Linked DNA regions of Hordeum vulgare: region 1 is linked to region 2. The links are chromatin contacts, called in public Hi-C maps. All regions are on one chromosome and are shown on one strand. The core of a region is the stretch at or near the end of the contact, and the rest is flanking DNA. Distances in the headings are between cores, read along the strand shown. Region 1 has its middle 17 kb from the start of TRNAS-CGA. Region 2 overlaps LOC123445140 (UDP-glucuronate:xylan alpha-glucuronosyltransferase 1-like).

Region 1 (4,221 bases), core at 1,392-3,891, 290 kb before region 2:
GCGACATGTGCATGAATGGCATGTTGTGTGTTCGATTCCTATCGGAAGCTGTTTTCGTGGATTTGTCCTTGTAAAGCACAGCCATCGCAAATGGGCCGGTTCAGGGTGAGGTGTCTTGGAAAGTCGTTAGAGCATTTATAACTTGAGTCCTCAAACTCTCCTCAAACGTCCGGACACGCCGCGTGGTCACTGCTCGGTCATAATAACCCAGACGGAACTCTCAAACCGGTCTCAAACGACCGGGCTGAGCGGCATCCCTCATTTCCAATGCAAATATGAGACGGGTATGGGCGCACCCGCCACGTCGGACTCGACAGCCCGACCCTACCTCAAATTGCACCAAATCCCCCAAACTCTTCCTCCTCCTCCCGCCGCCCAGCAACATTTCCCTCGACCGACCCCTCACCGTCCGGCATCCTTGCTCTCCATCCTCAGCACCGTCCCAATCCGTCGCTGTGATGTCTTCTACCCCGTCCCGACCGCCATGACGGAGACGCGGTTTGCCTCGTCCGTCGGTAACCCTTCCTTCGCTTCGTCGTGCAAGTCGGAGAACATCGCTCTTAAGTTGCGCCGTCACCGGCAGCGACACAGGGAGTTGGCTACCCAGGTACATGCGGGCGTCATCGACGAGATGTCTCCCCCGACACGTCGGGATCCCCTAACCCCATCCATGCAAGCGTCGGTGCGGATTGTGTCGTCCGGCACCGTCAAGACCGAGGAGGAGGAGGATGAGACGGACGGGTGGACCCTTTGGGAGAGCTTTCTGGCCACGCAGGAGACGTCGGTCCATGAGTGTAAGTCCCCGCAGCTTGTTCGAGAGCGGGTGAGCACATGCAACCCCACCGCCCGGGCTGCACTCGACATGTTCGATGAAATGTCTCAACAAGACTGGTACGTTTTATCTTGTCCGATCTAATGATTAATGTTCTGTATAGTTTACTAGTTCGCATAGATGATTGCTTGCGAACCATGAACATGTAGGAGACATAATTGGCAAGTATGATCAATGAGAATGAAGGTCTGGCCCATGCGGAATATGAAATGGAGGAGACAGGCGCATTTGTGATTGGGACAACATCCAATCCCAATCCTACCAAGAAGAAGAAGAAGGGCAAGACGATGAAGGTAAGAGGGCTTGATTTGTGAAGATATGCGGACATCTTGTTGGTCAAATCTTGATTAAACACAACAATGGATAGAATAAGTGGTACCGAGCAAAAGAGGAGCACATATTGGAAGAAGATTTGAAAGGACTATCATGAACGGAAGTTGTATGTGGAGTTACATCCTAGCGTGAGCACCCGTAATGTGGCATCTCTCCAACATTGATGGGGGGTCATTCAAGGAGAAGTGAACAAGTACATCGCTTACTACTCGTAAATTACCAAACGGTCTCAAAGTGGGATGGGAGTGGCAACTCATGTAAGCTCGATTGCCTCATCTTATTGTCATTTCAATATGTTGATGTGTTTTTATTCTTGTGCTCATACTTATGTTGTATGCTAGGTGGCGGTGGCAGCCACTTTGTATCACAAGACCGAGAAGAGGCCATTTGCTTTTAGCCATTGTTGGGTCTTATCGGATGGCAAGCCAAAGTGACAACAAGTGGTGACCGACCTCAAGGACGGAAAGAAGAGGAATGATGGCTCAAGCTCCCACCAACCCATTGGGTTGGACGATGATGACGATGACATTGTCGTCAACAAAGGAAAAGCTACCGTGCCACATGATAACCGGCTACTCATGGGAATTAAGTGGGAGAAGGCAAGGATCTCCCATGACGCCACTGCCACAAAAATGCCGACCACATGGACGACATTTTTCGGCAAGGGAGAGAAAGAAAGAGGAGAGGTACAAGCTTATGTTGGATGCGCAAAAGAAGAGGATGGAGTGGGATCGGACGAGGGCACAAAGACGGCTTGAAATTGAGAGGGAGGAGATCGAGTTGGAGAAGCAAGAGGGGCGATCAAATGGGAACTCTAGAAGGCCAAGACATTTAAAGACACTGAGCTCGAGAAGGAGAGGTTGCAACTCTCACGCGACGAGGAGGATGCAAAAATCATGCTCTCGAATGAATCCACTTTGGATGAACATGCCAAAGATGGCTTGTGGACACGAAGAAGAAGATCAACGGACGTAGAGTGTTGGAGGCAGCCAGGGCGGCTAAAACCGTGGCAGCGGAGTAGGCGGCCAGGATGCAGGTTGTGGAGGCAGCCCAGATCCAAGCGGTAATCCTTGTGATGATGCAGGCGGAGGAAGCAGCCCGGATGCAGGTGGACATGAACAAACTCATCCGGCCAGTGGTCTGACAACACTTGTTGGTCGGACACTGATTTTATTTTGGCATGTCTGTTTGATAAAACTATGACATCATTTGCTTTTATTTAAAAATATTGAATTCGGATAATTTGTATCAGATGATCAACGTGTATGGTTTTATATGGATATAAAATATGTGGATGCACGAAACGAAACGAAATATAAAGAACCATTTGAATGTGTCCGCAGCTGTATCCGACGCATCCACGGGCTTATATGGAGTCAGATCTGTCCAGTTCCTACTGTAGATGCTCTTACACGGCATATAGGAGGTCCCATCAAACACGGCCTCCCCCTTCCGTGAAGCACCGCCGTGCACAGCACAAGCAGGCACAAGGCAAGCAGCGCTTGGCGGGGGTGGGATAGACGCAACCATCGTCTCCTTCCCTTTTTTGACTGGACAAAACCTGCACCTCCTTCTCTTTCAGAGAAAAAATTTACTCGTCGACGCGACTAACTTTCGCCGCTGCTAGAAACGCAATGATGGCCGCCACTGAAAGGTCGCCGCTGTCTCGTTGATTTGGCAGCTGCAGTATTTTCTACCGGTAGTAATGTGCACCTACAAATCCTGTCGAGCTGCCGCCCCCGAGAACACGGCAAATACTGGATTTCGCATGCAGCTAGCCGTACGCGAGGAGTGGAAAGTATATTTATTCTGCTGTCTCGCACGGATTTGGGAATCCGCGGTGGTAGCTTTCCGGCACGCCGTGTGCGAGTGAAACAAATTTACACCTCCACGACAGGCAACTGGATTCAAGTCAACCCTTGAAGAGATGCTGAACTTTCACCTCGACTGGTGTACAAGTCAACCGCCTAGTAGAGATGGTTATTTTTCGAACGAAGGGCTCGTGGCATGTACAAAATATCAGCAAACCTGCATTGCACACAAATATCGTTGTTAGAGCATCTAGAGCCTTCCCCACGCCCTGTCTGATCAGACAAGAGAGAGAAGAAAAAAAATAATTCATCCTGACCCATATATCGTCCCTGTATGTCCGGCTGTTCGTGAACCCTCATATCCATCTTAAATATAAAAAGGGTATGAGGGCTCGCGTACGCGACAGGGCGCGTCCGGTCAGTCCATCACATATGACACGACCCTATCCCGGACCACATTTATCTCTTTTTATTCATTCTTTTTTTTATCCCTCTTCGTCTTTATCAATTACATGCAAGTGACAAGACATATAAGAAAGAAAATAAAAAATATGGCTGCGTGGACGGACAAATAAGAAAGATGTCCGGCTTTGATTTAGCGTGTTTGTGGGTGTTTGAGGGACCGAATTTGCAAGTTTCGGCTGTAAATGCTCTTAGTATTTAAAATTTGAGCAAAGGAGCACTGAATTTCCGAATGTTCATTCGCACAGCTAACAAGATTTTCTGAATGTTCCACGTGAAGAACTGAAATATATATACCCACGCAACAGACTGCGGTCGAGCTTGACCGAAATGCATACATGTGGTAGTAGTTTTTACACTCAACAGTTCAACACCAACGCCGCTGTACAGTATAGGATAGGAGAACCGTCCCTGCCTGCACGTACGTACCGAATTGAAGGATGAGAGAACCACCAACTCGTACGAGCTTCTGGAGCGCAGCATGCAGCCGCAGCAGAATTGTACACGCCGTGCACGTAGCCGTCCGTGGACGCATTAACCATTCTAGAGGAGACCGAGGACATGCACAGGAGGACAAGCACTAGAAAGTTGGAGAAAGAAACCAAGGCTCTACGTAAAAAAGGACATGCATGGCTTCACTCGCTCTGCAAATCCAGGGAGCGACTAAACTTTCCCATTACTCGTAGCGCCAAGGCTCTGCGCAGATATCTTGCCACCATGCAGGTATCTTCGTCCCGGTTTTCGCCGCCGTTTCTTCTCAGGCCACACCGTCAGAGCGAGAGA
Region 2 (4,095 bases), core at 1,082-3,581:
CTTACAGCAAGACTTTTCTCGGTAGACCGACGCAGAGAAGCATATGCTACCATACTGCATTCAGCAAGTGAGTATGTCTGTGGTGCAATCGCAGCAGCTCAAAGCATTCGTCAAGCAGGATCAACAAGGGACTTTGTTATTCTTGTCGATGACACCATAAGTGACCATCACCGAAAGGGCCTTGAATCTGCGGGTTGGAAGGTCAGAATAATTGAGAGGATCCGGAACCCGAAGGCCGAGCGTGATGCTTACAATGAGTGGAACTACAGCAAGTTCCGGTTGTGGCAGCTCACGGACTATGACAAGATCATATTCATAGATGCTGATCTGCTCATCTTGAGGAACATTGATTTCCTGTTTACAATGCCAGAAATCAGTGCAACCGGCAACAATGCAACACTCTTCAACTCTGGTGTCATGGTCATCGAACCCTCAAACTGCACATTCCAGCTGTTAATGGAGCACATCAATGAGATAACATCTTACAATGGTGGTGATCAGGGCTACTTGAATGAGATATTCACATGGTGGCATCGGATTCCCAAGCACATGAACTTCCTGAAGCATTTCTGGGAGGGTGATGAAGAGGAGGTGAAGGCGAAGAAGACCCAGCTGTTTGGCGCCAACCCACCGATCCTCTACGTCCTCCACTACCTGGGCCGCAAACCATGGCTATGCTTCCGGGACTATGACTGCAACTGGAACGTTCCGATACTGCGGGAGTTTGCCAGCGACATTGCGCACACCCGGTGGTGGAAGGTGCATGACAAGATGCCCAAGAAGCTCCAGAGCTACTGCCTGCTGAGGTCAAGGCTGAAGGCCGGGCTGGAGTGGGAGCGGAGGCAGGCAGAGAAGGCCAACTTCACCGACGGGCACTGGAAGCGGAACATCACGGACAAGAGGCTCAAGATTTGCTTCGAGAAGTTCTGCTTCTGGGAGAGCATGCTGTGGCACTGGGGTGAGGCCCCCAACTCGACGAAGAAGGCCTCGACGCCGGCACTGCCCACCGCGACCCTCTCAAGCTCATGATGGGATGTTGTGTAGATATTATCCTCCCCGAGAAATTTTAGCATACCAGAAGATACAGCAGACTCCCAGTCTCTCCTTGATACATACACAATAGCAACAGCTTGTAAAGGTAGCCATGCTGCTCCTAGGGCTTTCCTCAACAGCTATACATTTTGTTTGCTGCCAATGCCTTGGGGTCGCGCTCTCGTTGCTGCTGCTGCTGCCGCTCCAACCGCGACGGCTAACGATTTTTTGGTTGATGGATGGATGGATAATAATTCGTCGCGTGTAGGTAAATTTTCTTGGGCAAGACTTGTCTATGGCTCTGCGTTGGTGCAGCAGTAGTTAGCTTTTGTAATGTAATGTAATGTATGGTGGTTGTCGAACTGTTGGTTCCGGCGGCGTTGGTCTGGGGTGATGCAAGGTTCATATTTTGCTGACCGGCGGACGCCGCCGTTTCTCCTTTTTGGCACCATGGATGATGGACATGAACATGATGATGATGTAATGGAATTCGGGTTGGTTCAACTGCTCGGCGATTCGGTTCGCGGCGTACGGGGAGTTGTTGTTCCCTGTGTGTGCGTCATCTGAAATCGTTTGCTTGTGTTGTTGTTTTGCATCAGGTGCACTTGCCTTTGGGTTGCGTTGCATGTGTGTGTACGTTGAGGTGAGGTGAGCGTTGAAATGGCGTGCTGCTGGGAGGGCACACAACACATGGGGCGCACGCATGGAGAAGGAAGTTGGGTGAGCTGCTCCTGCCGATTGCATGGGATAGGAGGGAGAGGGACATCGCCCCCATCATTGCGAGGATCCATTATTTCGTGGTGCTCCGTTGGGTTCCTTGCATTGCAGGCAGCTGCGAGCTAGCGAGCGAGATCTTTGTTGAAGCCGCTCAGCGTGCTCGCTTTTCCGACAGCGTGCGCCTAGAAAGCACGAGGAGGACTAGGCTGTACTACTAACAAGCACTTTGTACTGCTTGCCCAGGATCGGGAGTAGGTTTGTTTTAAATTGCTTCCAGATCTGAACACGCTGTAGCTGAATGCTAAGCCAGTGTCTCTCCCCGCGGAAAGAAAAAGGGATGCATGTTAGTAGCACTACCACTACTGCTGTGACAACGAACGGGGTTCTCTGTGTGGCCATCTTCCCGGCTCCTTTGTCGGGGAACGCATGCCATGCCAGATGCCACGGACCGGCTCGGCGCCCGAACCAAGCGGCTTGGCCGGCGAGACCACGGCACAGTGCTTGCCGCACGGAGCAAGTACACGCGTCCGTGCGTCGTACACCTTGTCAGCGAGGGTGCCGGCTTTTGAGGTTTGACCGGGGAGAGAAACAAGGTGGGCGAGGAGGGCCTGCGTGGTCGGCGATGCAAGCTGTCGTCGGTGCCCTTCCCTTCTGCCGCGTCACGGCCTCACGGGCGCCGACGCTTCCACCGTCACGCATGGGGCATTTTCCTGCTTCTAAAGTTGATGATTTTTATTTACAGCGATCTGCGTCGGTTCGCAGGCTGTAAAGGTTTCGGTCGGTCGCGCCACATCCGTTGGATGCGAGTCCGTGTGACCATTGAATGTGGGCACCTAAAAATCTCCTCGGCTTCGTCTTCCTCGGATTGGATTCCGCAGCTCCCGCCTGGGGTCCTCGTCGCTCGCGCCACACCCGTTGGATGCAGGTCCGTGTGATCACTGAATGTGGGCACACAAAAATCTCGTGGGCTTTGTCTTCCTCGGATTGGATTCCGCAGCTCCTGCTTGGGGTCCTCGTCGGTCGCGCCACACCCGTTGGATGCGAGTCCGTGTGACCATCGAATGTGGGCACAGAAAAATCTCCTCGGCTTCGTCTTCCTCGGGTTGGATTCCGCAGCTCCCGCTCGGGGTCCTCGTCGGTCGCGCCACACCCGTTGGATGCGAGTCCGTGTGACCATTGAATGTGGGCACACAAAAATCTCCTCGGCTTTGTCTTCCTCGGATTGGATTTCGCAGCTCCCGCTCGAGGTCCTCGTCGGTCGCGCCACACCCGTTGGATGCGAGTCCGTGTGATCATTGAATGCGGGCACAGAAAAATCTCCTCGGCTTTGTCTTCCTCAGATTGGATTCCGCAGCTCCCGCTCGGGGTCCTCGTCGGTCGCGCCACACCCGTTGGATGCGAGTCCGTGTGATCATTGAATGTGGGCACAGAAAAATCTCCTCGGCTTTGTCTTCCTCGGATTGGATTCCGCAGCTCCCGCTCGGGGTCCTCGTCGTCGCGCCTCCGATCTCCTCTGAAGGCCGTCCTCATCGCTAGTCCCCACCTTGCTGGTTGTCCTCGTCGCCGCTCCACATCCTCTTCGGCCCTCCTCGTCATCGGTCCCCATCCTCGTCGGTTATCGTCCTCGTCGTCTCAACCTGTGCAACAACTGCACGTCCGGTTGTAGCTCCGCCGCCGCCCCTCGCCATTGATGCTCGTTAGTCCCTAAACGGAATTGCGTCGGCGGCGACATCAGCAATTCAACGTTGTTGACTGGATGTAGCAAAAAAGTTCAACGGTACTAGCAAAATCCAACTATAATTGCAACAATAATCATCATCCTCGTTGTCGCGAGGTCGCAATACCGCCTTGATGGATGTAGCAAAAAAGTTCGTCGGTAGTAGCAAAGTGCAATTACGGTTGCAGCAAAAATTCGTCGCATCCGTCTCTAGGCCGTAGGTCCACCTTGATGGATGTAGCAAAAAAGTTAGCCAGTAGTAGCAAAATGCAACTACGGTTGCAGCTTTCCTTGCTGGGCAGAGTTGATTGAAGCTTTTTCTGTCTATGATTGAAGCGTTTTTCAACAGTGTTTGAAGCTGTTTACATGACGGTTGCAACACTTGTATATGCGCGGATCCAACCATGGCGACAGGTGACGAGGACGACGAACGGAGGCTCGAACCAGCGATGCGAGCGACCGACAGGGGCGGAAACCAGCGATGCGGGCGGTCGACGGGGGGCCGACAGGAGCGCAGGGGCGAGCATTAGTGGCCCCCCTCGGCCATGCGCCGCACCATGCGAGAGAATCAGACCGCCAGATCAGATGAGATCGCACGAATCACACATGACCAACGGAACGTTTGGCCG

What was found. Hi-C and Micro-C count contacts between places; a contact is called where the count stands out from the background.
Region 1: a contact with region 2 is called in a Hi-C map of seedling, with 2.2 times the contacts expected there. The contact joins two enhancer-like sites. A contact is called at or near these places in 3 of 6 Hi-C or Micro-C datasets (leaf and seedling).

Annotation. Positions count from the first base shown.
Region 1 is chr3H:565,311,056-565,315,276 of MorexV3_pseudomolecules_assembly, reverse strand. No RefSeq gene overlaps it. Among protein-coding and RNA genes, the nearest start is that of TRNAS-CGA, 17 kb to the left of the region's middle. Within about 2 kb of position 2,641, at least 1 of the 3 cell types and tissues checked has open chromatin away from gene starts, as enhancers often do. A contact at or near this core is called in seedling, where this site is marked.
Region 2 is chr3H:565,018,942-565,023,036 of MorexV3_pseudomolecules_assembly, reverse strand. LOC123445140 (UDP-glucuronate:xylan alpha-glucuronosyltransferase 1-like) reads left to right here. Exons shown (of 5, transcript XM_045122081.1): 5 at 8-1,536. The coding sequence ends at 1,029. Among protein-coding and RNA genes, the nearest start is that of LOC123445140, 6.3 kb to the left of the region's middle. Within about 2 kb of position 2,331, at least 3 of the 3 cell types and tissues checked have open chromatin away from gene starts, as enhancers often do. A contact at or near this core is called in seedling, where this site is marked.